2 separate regions of the Delphinus delphis genome follow, and region 1 is linked to region 2. The links are chromatin contacts, called in public Hi-C maps. All regions are on one chromosome and are shown on one strand. The core of a region is the stretch at or near the end of the contact, and the rest is flanking DNA. Distances in the headings are between cores, read along the strand shown.

Region 1 (4,524 bases), core at 1,828-4,327, 280 kb after region 2:
GGATAAAAAGACTTTGCCGATGTGATTAGGTTAAGGATCTTGAGATGACATTATCCTTGATTATCCAGGTGGGCCTAAAGTAACCACAAGGGTCCTTGTAAGTGAAAGGAGGAGGCAGGAGAGTCAGAGAAGATATGATGGAAACAGGTCAGGGTGATGTGGCCATGAGTCAAGGAATGAGAGCAACCTCTAGGAGATGAATAAGAAAGGCAAGGAAGCAGATTCTCCCCTGGAGCCTCCAGAAAGAACATAGTCCTTGATTTTAGTCCAGGGAGACTCATTTTGGACTTCTGGTCTCTAGAACTGTAAGGTAATAAACATGTGTAGTGTTGTTTCAAACCGCTAAGTTTGGGGTCATTTGTTACAGCAGAAATAGGAAACTAATACACCTGGTGGAGACGTCTAATAGCTGCAGGTTATACTGGCCTAGTGCTCAAGAGAGAGACAGGGATTGGAGATGGGGGCCTCAGACTTTTCAGCTTACAGGTGATCCTTACAGCTGACAGAGTAGCTGAGATCACAAAGAGCAAAGGGAGTGTTTAGAGTAAGAGGTGAAATGAACCAGTAGCTTGAGCCCTCAGTAGGAGGTGTTATGACGTGTTAATGGAGAGTGCCTGCCTTTCCCCACACCTGTAGTTTGTTCAGTTGGGTTAGGAGGAAAGGAAGGCCATGGCGGCGGGGGGAGGGAAGCAAAGCAGCTGGGTACACCAAAAATGAATTTTAGAACTTTGTCCACAACCTGAGGATAAGTCAAAGAACAATCATGCACGCAGCATTTACTGTCACTCAACACTGCCTGGCAATTCAACCCTATTTCCCTGGTATATTTGTCTTCTCTATTTTACACCTTCTCCTCTGTCTTCAAATTCCCTACACCTCACCCCTCCCCAACTTTCCAGTGATCTTGCCTCTTACTCATTGAGAAGATCAAAACAAATCAGAGAAGAACTGCCCTCATTTGTCTTCTACACTTTCCATACCATCACTATGCACTTGCATCTACCTTATATGCTGTCACTACAGATAAAGCATCCCTCCTACTAAAGGCCAAACCCTCACTTATGCACTGGATCTCTTCCCCTTCTTACCTTGCCCATGGAAATCCCCTCTCTCTCCTACATCATCAATTTCTCTTTTTACATACAAGTATACTTTAGTATCTCTCGTCTTTAAAATGTCCTCCATTGACCACACAGCCTTATTCCACCATTGCCCCAAGTTGCCTACAGTCTCCATTTCTTCACTTTACACTCACCCCTCAAACCATTCCAAATGTTCTCTGGATCCCACTCCTCCCCTGACACTGCTCATGTCAATGCTACCAGTGACCTCCATACTGCTGAATCTAATACTTAACAGCTTCTGTGCTACCATGTACTCCTCCTGCCTCTGTGATTCCTCTTCCTCCTCTACATGATGGGGGCTAGATCTTTGTCTTTGACCCCTTTACCTTTTCTAAGCTACACATTTTCCTGTCATCCAGTAAGTCCTAAGGCTTTAGAGTCCATTTATCATGGCCATGTCTCCACTTTTTCCAAATGCCTACTTGACATCATGGATGTCTCAATGGTATCTGCAACTTAAAAGACCAAACCAAAACTCTTGATTTCCCTCTTCCCAACCTGTTCTTCACAATGTTCACATCTTATGAATGGCACCACCATCCACACAATTTCTGAAGTCAAAAATCTAGAAATTAGCCTTGAGTGTTCTCTCCCTAACAAACTCAATATCCAATTCATTAGCAAGTCCTGTAGAGCAGCAGTTCCCAACCTTTCTGGCACCAGGGACCAGTTTCGTGGAAGATAATTTTTCAAGGGGGTCGGGGGGAAATGGTTGAGGCGGTAATGCCAGCGATGGAGAGCGGCAGATGCCAGCGATGGGGAGCGGCAGATGCCAGCGATGGAGAGCAGCAGATGAAGCTTCCCTCGCTTGCTGCTCACCTCCTGCTGTGTGTGTGTTGGGGGGGCGGGGCGGGCGAAACCCCTGCTGTAGAGTCTACTTCCAAAATAGTCCAAATTAATTTATTCAGTGTTACCCACTACCCCCAATATCCAAGCCACCTTTTGGCGTGCACTTGTGGAATAGCTTCTTAACTGGTTGAGTCAATTAACTTTGCAGGGCTGGCTTTTCGTCATTCGGATCTGAGCTTACACCTAGACCTTCGCACTGCAGCCAATCTAAGCTTACTCTCAATCACTTCATCCTATTTTAACTCTCTACAAAGCACATATCACCGATATTTTGTTTGTCCTCCCTCCTGTTCATTTCTATATTCCCCAGGGCCTACATCACGGCCTGGCAAAGGGCAGGCACATAAATAATTTTTGAACGAATACAAAAGCACATACTGCGTCCCACGGTTGTGCTAATCTATGAGTACTGTACTCTCTTCCCATCTCAGCAGGATACTTTCGTAAATGTAAAATTCCACACTGAGGATTAACTGGATGCATATTACACCGGTTCCCCCACCAGTAACCCGCCTTCCCCTATTTCCCCACCCCTCCCCTTGCAAAAATAAATAATAATAATAATGAGGAGAGATTTGGAAAACGGCGTCATCAATATGGTCTTCTGCCACATTCCGAAGGCTTCATCGAGTTAAACGTGACAGAAACTAACCGCAGCAGCAGCGGAGAGGTAAGGTAGAAGAGTTAGAAGACCTCACCAGCCGCAAGAGCGGACTACAAGTGCTGGGGCGCTGACCGCAAGCACTGCATGCTGGGAGCTGTATTCTCCCGGGGAGGCCTGGCTCGACGCACCGGGCCCCCGCAGCATGCTGGGAACTGTAGTCGACGGCTGGCAACCCGCCGCGTGGAAGGACCGCAGTTGAGACTCCGCCTCTGCGCTTCCTCATTGCATGCTGGGAACTGTAGTCTTTCTGGGAACCCGCTCCTCCCGGGCCGAGAGGCACCGAGGCTGCGCCATCTTAGGTCCGAGTGCGGCAGTGGAGGCTAGAGCGCAGGCGGGCTCAGCCCAGGCGCCGGCCGGCCGGCCCCGCCCCCGGGGGCCTGGCGCCCGCCCCTCGCTTGGGCCCCGCCTTCCCCCACGTGTCTGCTGCCGGGGGAGGCGCCTGAGCCGGAGCGGGCCGCCTGCGGTCCGGCCCGGTCGGCGCAGAGGGTGTAGTTGGCGGCGCCCGGGAACGAGTCGCTTCCCGATGTTCCCGCCCCGGCTGCCGCGGGCCGCGCTGTGCGCTTAGTGCCCGGCTCCGGCCCCCTGAGGCGTCCGGGGGGCGGTGAGAGCGGCCTCGGCCCCGCGGAGACGAAGCAGCTGGAGGGCGAGGCGGCGGCCGCCGGGAGGAGGATGGGGGCTAACCAGTTAGTGGTGCTCAACGTGTACGACATGGTGAGTACGGCGCCAGCGGCGGGAGCCCGGCCCAGGCCCGCACCCTCTCGCCGGTCGGCTCGGACCCGGCCCCACGCGCTTCCTGCCTCGCGTCGCTGCCTCCCGCTTGGTTCTCTGGTGTGGGGGGAGGGGAGTATTATTTTTTAATCCTTGTAAACGTCGACGCGCTTGTTAGCGTTGCCCAGTCTGCCCCGGGGCTTTGGCCAAGACTCGGTTCGTCTTGAACCTCTCGCGTGCCCCGACTTGGCCCGGACCCTGGGCTGGGCCCGAACCTCTTGTCCCTTCCGCGAAGCTTGGGTCGCGGGCCGGACTTCCCACTCCACACGGACTCCGGGGCAGCCCCGCTTCTCCCACGCCGACTGCCTACTCTGCCAGACCAGCCCAAGACTTCAGAAACTCCCAAGCTCTTGTAAGTCCACAAAGTCACCGCTTGTGATGCCTGTGTTAGAGTCTCTTTAAAGGTGAACAGGAGCCAAGACACCCTTGCCTCCAAGGCAACCTCATTAAAATGAATGAGGCTAAAATTTATCCAGAAAATAGCCCAGCAGAATTATTTAGGGATCATGGTGGTGCTCCTTTCCTGGATTTTGGAGACCACTTTCCGGGTGATGCAACAGGTATGTGACGTGACCACAAGAGAGGGACTCGAAGAACTTGTTTGTTGTCATCTAACTTTGGAGTACTGTGAGCACACAGAATTGAGTCCAAGGATTGGTTTGCGTTATAATTGCCATTGAAATACCCAGTACACAGTTATTGTTGCAGTTAGATGCGTGTTTGGGTTTGTTTGCTTTCGGTTGATAAGTTTTTGTTTTATAAGGGATTCCCTTCTACCTGCGATGTTTAAAATTTCTTGTTAAGTGGATTGACAAATGAAAAAGTCCCCAACATTATTTTTGTTGTCTTAAAGATGCAGAAGAGCAAAAATACTGGAGGTCAGGAGTCTCGGTTCTCATTCACAGATCTAACATTTTTGCTCCCTTGTATTGTTTTTAAGTTTTTAAATTTACAGTGTAACATCTTGGGTAGAAAGGGATTCCCATGCCACAATCTGGGAATTATGTGAGAAGGCCATAAGAACTGCTTGAGATTTGAGATCAGATCTCTGTTGAGTTCACATATAAACTTGGGAGGTGAAAGGAGATGGGTTAACATACAGAGAAAAGTGGCACATGA
Region 2 (4,434 bases), core at 476-2,975:
TTTTCATACTTCTTTCCCCACAGCACAGCCAGATCTGATTTTAAGACAAAAGGAAGGTGAAGGCCAGCCTTCTGGAGCAGCTCCTAAGGCAGTGTGAGGCAACCCCTTTAGGGGTGTTATTAAGTAAGGTATGCGTGTTGCCAGAGGGGTGGAGGAATAGAAGGCTGGAAGGGAGGTGCTGGTGGTGGTGCTAGTGGTAATACTAAGAGGCAACTGGTGCAACAGCTGTCTTAACCAAGGAACGGGCAGGATGGATTTTTGCACGCAAAAAACAAGATTTTTATTTAACTTTTGATGTGCCTACGATTACCTTTTCTGCATGCTCAAATGGTACTCAATTTTAGGTAGAAAACTTCCAATCAAGTGGGCCTATGAACTTGTTAGAATGTACACAGCATCATCATATTGTGCCAGGTAAGTTCATGAAGAAGAAACATTCTTGCAACCTAAACAGGCAGTGGTTAACTTCAGATATTACACTACCATTCGTTTTGAAAGTAGTTATTGCTCAACTATCTCGAATTTTAAAATTGGTAACAGTTATCTAAGAGCCTTTACAAAGGCCTAGCCTCTAGGCTGCTTCAAAGCAAACGACAAATAGGAAGAAAGCTTACAGTGAAAACCACGTGTCTCCCGGTAGGAAGTACCTTACCATTCCATTTCCCGAAAGTTCACTCTAGATGTGAGCGTAACACTGTAAATATTTCTAAATACTAGATTTGACACTCGTGTATTTCACTTGCCTCAATCGTAAAAGAGCTGGGTGGGATTCCCACCTCTGGGACCAACATGTAAAATTAATCTCCCCTTAGTATACCGGGTACCGAGTAAAAAAACCGGGGACACTAAACAGTCATCAAACAGCCCTAAGCCCCGGAGGTGGGTTCTCATGTCAACAAAGTGGCCCGGAGGTGGCAAAGCTCTGCAAGCTCGGGGCCTGCAGGTGGGGAAGTGGTGAGTCTGGATTTCAGGGCGTTTCGGCCCACTTGGTCTCCCTGAGCGGATGGGTGATGATGGGGAAGGTTTTGCGGCCCCGTAGGGTCTCCGCCCGGAGTCGCCAGCAGGCCTCGGGCGGTAGCTCCTCAAATTCGAACAGTAACCCACCTCCACCCCGGCCTCAGTCCTGGGTTTGAGCACTTGTCCCCAGACCGAGAACTGCAACTCCCCAGGCATCGCGCATCTCAAAGGCTCCCCGTCAAGCCGCATCTTCCTCCTGAGCCACCCCGAGCCCTCAGCCCAAGGCCCCAGGGCAGGGGTCTCCGACCTCCCGCCATTTCTCCACGTCGCCGCAGCTCATAATAAAAGGAAAGAACCTCAAGGTGACACCTTATTTTGGACGGTGAATGCGAGTTCTGGGCCCGAGCTCAGGGGCCGGCTTCCCATCAGAGCCCGGCCGCCTCACCTGGCAGCGGCACACGATGTCTGCGTCCTGCGCCAGCAGATCCACCACCTTCCCCTTGCCTTCGTCGCCCCACTGCGCGCCGAGCACCACCGTCACCCGGTTCCCTCCGGGCCGCGCCCTGGGGCGGCCGCAGTCGCCGTTGGGCAAGGAGGATGCCGCCGGGTTGGTCTCTGCGAACGCCATGGCTCCAGAGACGCGAGGAGAGCCCGAAGGGGACGCGGGCGGGCAGGAGTGCGCGAACTGAACTGCTCTGCGGCCGCCAGCCACATGCGGAGGAAGAAGGAGCCAGAGCCAACCCGCCCCCGCCCCGCCGCCTGTCGGGTCGCCACCCTCCCGCCAGGCCCGCCCAGCGCTCCCGCCGCCCTCGGCGCGGGGGGAATCACGACCTCCCGGAGGACGCCGGCCTCGGCAGCACCGCCCCTCAGGGAAAGACCACGCCCCTTCCACGGCCGGGCGCGCCCCTCCAGGGCGAACCGGGCGAGCGGAAAGGGGCGGGGGCGGGGCTTCGAGCGCGCTTCAGCCTCAACGCCCCGCCCACCCGCCCGTCCTCCCGCTTTTCAAACTGGAGAGGCGGGGAGGTGTGTGCCTGTGCGTCAGACTACAACTCCCGGCAGCGCTCTGGCGGAAGCGACGTATACCAGAGATTTGGTGTCTGCCATCTGCACGTTTCAGTCTCTGAAAATGTTCATATTTAAATAATTTTTAATTTGTTTTTATTAAGGGATGAGACAGTGTGTACAAAATACAAAGGGTGCAATTTCAAAATACAAATGGGATGAAATTGAAACGTACTATAGATTTATAATTTGGAAAGTAAAGCTCTGGAAGTAAGAACAGAGATGGTAACAGGCAAACTCGAAAGTAAAGCAGTAATGTAGAGGACATTAGGCCTGAAAATGTAGAGAACACGTAGAGTCCTATACCTTCTCATTTTACATATTAGTAACAGAAGTTCAGAGAGAAGGAATGAATTGCCCATGTCATACAATATATGCCAAATACTATAATACACTTTTAATTCCCACAACCATATGAGGTAGGTAATACTATCTTATCCTTATTTTACAGGGTTTAAAAGTTAGTGAACTTCCTCCAGTGAGGGATGAATTGGTACCTAGATGGTCTGAGTCCAGAGCCCAGGTCCTTTCTGTAGTGTTTAGTGTTTCAGTTGTCGCTAGATTCCCAAGTATACTGTGAAAATAAATTAGGCTCATTTTAAGTGGAGTCAGGAAGCCCCAACGGGGTAGCTGTCGTGCAGGTACCATTCCTAGCAGATTGCATAACCAGAGGAACAAGGAAGATAAGAATATTACTCTTCTTCTGGGATAAGGGAAGACATTTTTCACACAGGAATTTTATCTCCTACTTTTAAAAAAAAGAAGGCAGATTCCTCCCTGCCCCAGCAACAATGCTCTAACCTTTGAAATCTTTTTGCCACTTTAGTTAAATGAATAAATATTATTTTATAATGATCTGTGATCCAATTTAGTCATGTCCAAAATTTTTGATATTTTTTAAAAACTTCCCAAGAATCAAACTATAAATGAAGTCTTTTTGACCTTAAACTAACTTTGGGATTTTTTTGGAGGGCCTCTGGAGCATCTTGAAGGATCTGTTCTCTCTCTTTATTAAAAAGGAGATATTAAACTAATTAGGCTTATTTGGGAAATTACATGGGAAGCATTGTCAAATAAATAATACTAAGCCTTCTTTACATTGCATCTGTATATGTCATAAATGTTTCAGAAATTATGACATTCCTAGAAATCTTGATATGTTCTGGTGTATTATCATTCATAATTCTAGTTATTATCTTAAAATGTGTGTCATAGAACTTACCAAATTCCCATGTCAATTCCATAATAATGGACTCTTATTGGATCTTTAATAACAGACATTTAAGTCTTTTGTCATTCACAGAGAGTTACTGTTTTACTCTGATGCTTTACAAGAATATTCCTATAAACATGCTTCGTCTTCAAGGAGATTCCTGGAAAAGACCCTAACAAATACTCTAGAACAGGGGTCCCCAACCCCCCCCAGGCTGCACAGTGGGAGGTGAGCGGCAGGGGAGCCTGCGAAACTTCATCTGCCGCTCCCCATTGCTCACGTTACCGCCTGAAGCATCCTCCCCACCCAACCCTGGTCCATGAGAAAAAAATTGTCTTCCACAAAACCAGTCCCTGGTGCCAAAAAGGTTGGGGACCACTGCTCTAGAATGCAGGTTTCTGATAACTTTAAGTTCATAACACTGAACTGGGTAAAAGTTTCTAAAACTTTAATGGAAAATTGATTGATTCATAAAGCTGCTAACCCAAGATCAAGATCAACAAGATTTACAGGAGGCTGAATGAACAAATGAGGATGATTACAATTTTTATGATTTTTTATGCTAGTTCCCTAATGTTTTACTTTTCTGAATGAAGTCTTTTTGAGGATGATTATAATTTTTATGACTTCTTATGTTAGTCCCCTAATGTTTACTTTTCCAGATTTAAGGAAACGTTTTCTCTTAAGCATCTGTGACTTACAGCAATTGTAAACAAAGATGAAATATTTACCTTTTCCTACCTGATCCTTCCAGAATTCGGAAGCTCTTAAATATTTTTTCCTGACAGTACAGTTAGTTATTTACTTGAATTCAGTGAGAACCTGTTCTTCTTATAATAGGATACAATTGGAAATACTGACTACATTGCCAAGGCTTTGACTGGAATGTAATATTTGAGAGCTACATAGACTCAGATATGACCAATTTTAAGGAACTTCTTGGAAAAATAAGCCTGGTACCTTGCTTGTAAGTTTCCAGCAAAGTAACCTTAAAAAGAGTTTATATGGTCAATCACTATTCTTACTGCATTTATGTAAATAATCAAGCCAAATTTAATACAAACAAATTAGTTTTACTATGATTACTTTTGATAAAAGGGGGATAGTTATGGAGAGAGAAATTATGTTTGCACCTTTGTAGATATTAGATTCTTGTCCTGTTAATTTTCTTTAAGGTTTTGTTATATATCTATAAGCTGGAC

Evidence for each region. Hi-C and Micro-C count contacts between places; a contact is called where the count stands out from the background.
Region 1: a contact with region 2 is called in a Hi-C map of lung, with 6 times the contacts expected there. The contact joins the promoter of DESI2 here to the promoter of ADSS2 in region 2. A contact is called at or near these places in 2 of 3 Hi-C or Micro-C datasets (lung and muscle).

Annotation. Positions count from the first base shown.
Region 1 is chr1:158,162,729-158,167,252 of mDelDel1.2, forward strand. It overlaps DESI2 (desumoylating isopeptidase 2), which reads left to right and starts at 3,078. Exons shown (of 4, transcript XM_059997009.1): 1 at 3,078-3,348. The coding sequence starts at 3,307.
Region 2 is chr1:157,879,524-157,883,957 of mDelDel1.2, forward strand. It overlaps ADSS2 (adenylosuccinate synthase 2), which reads right to left and starts at 1,726. Exons shown (of 13, transcript XM_059996988.1): 1 at 1,403-1,726. The coding sequence starts at 1,585.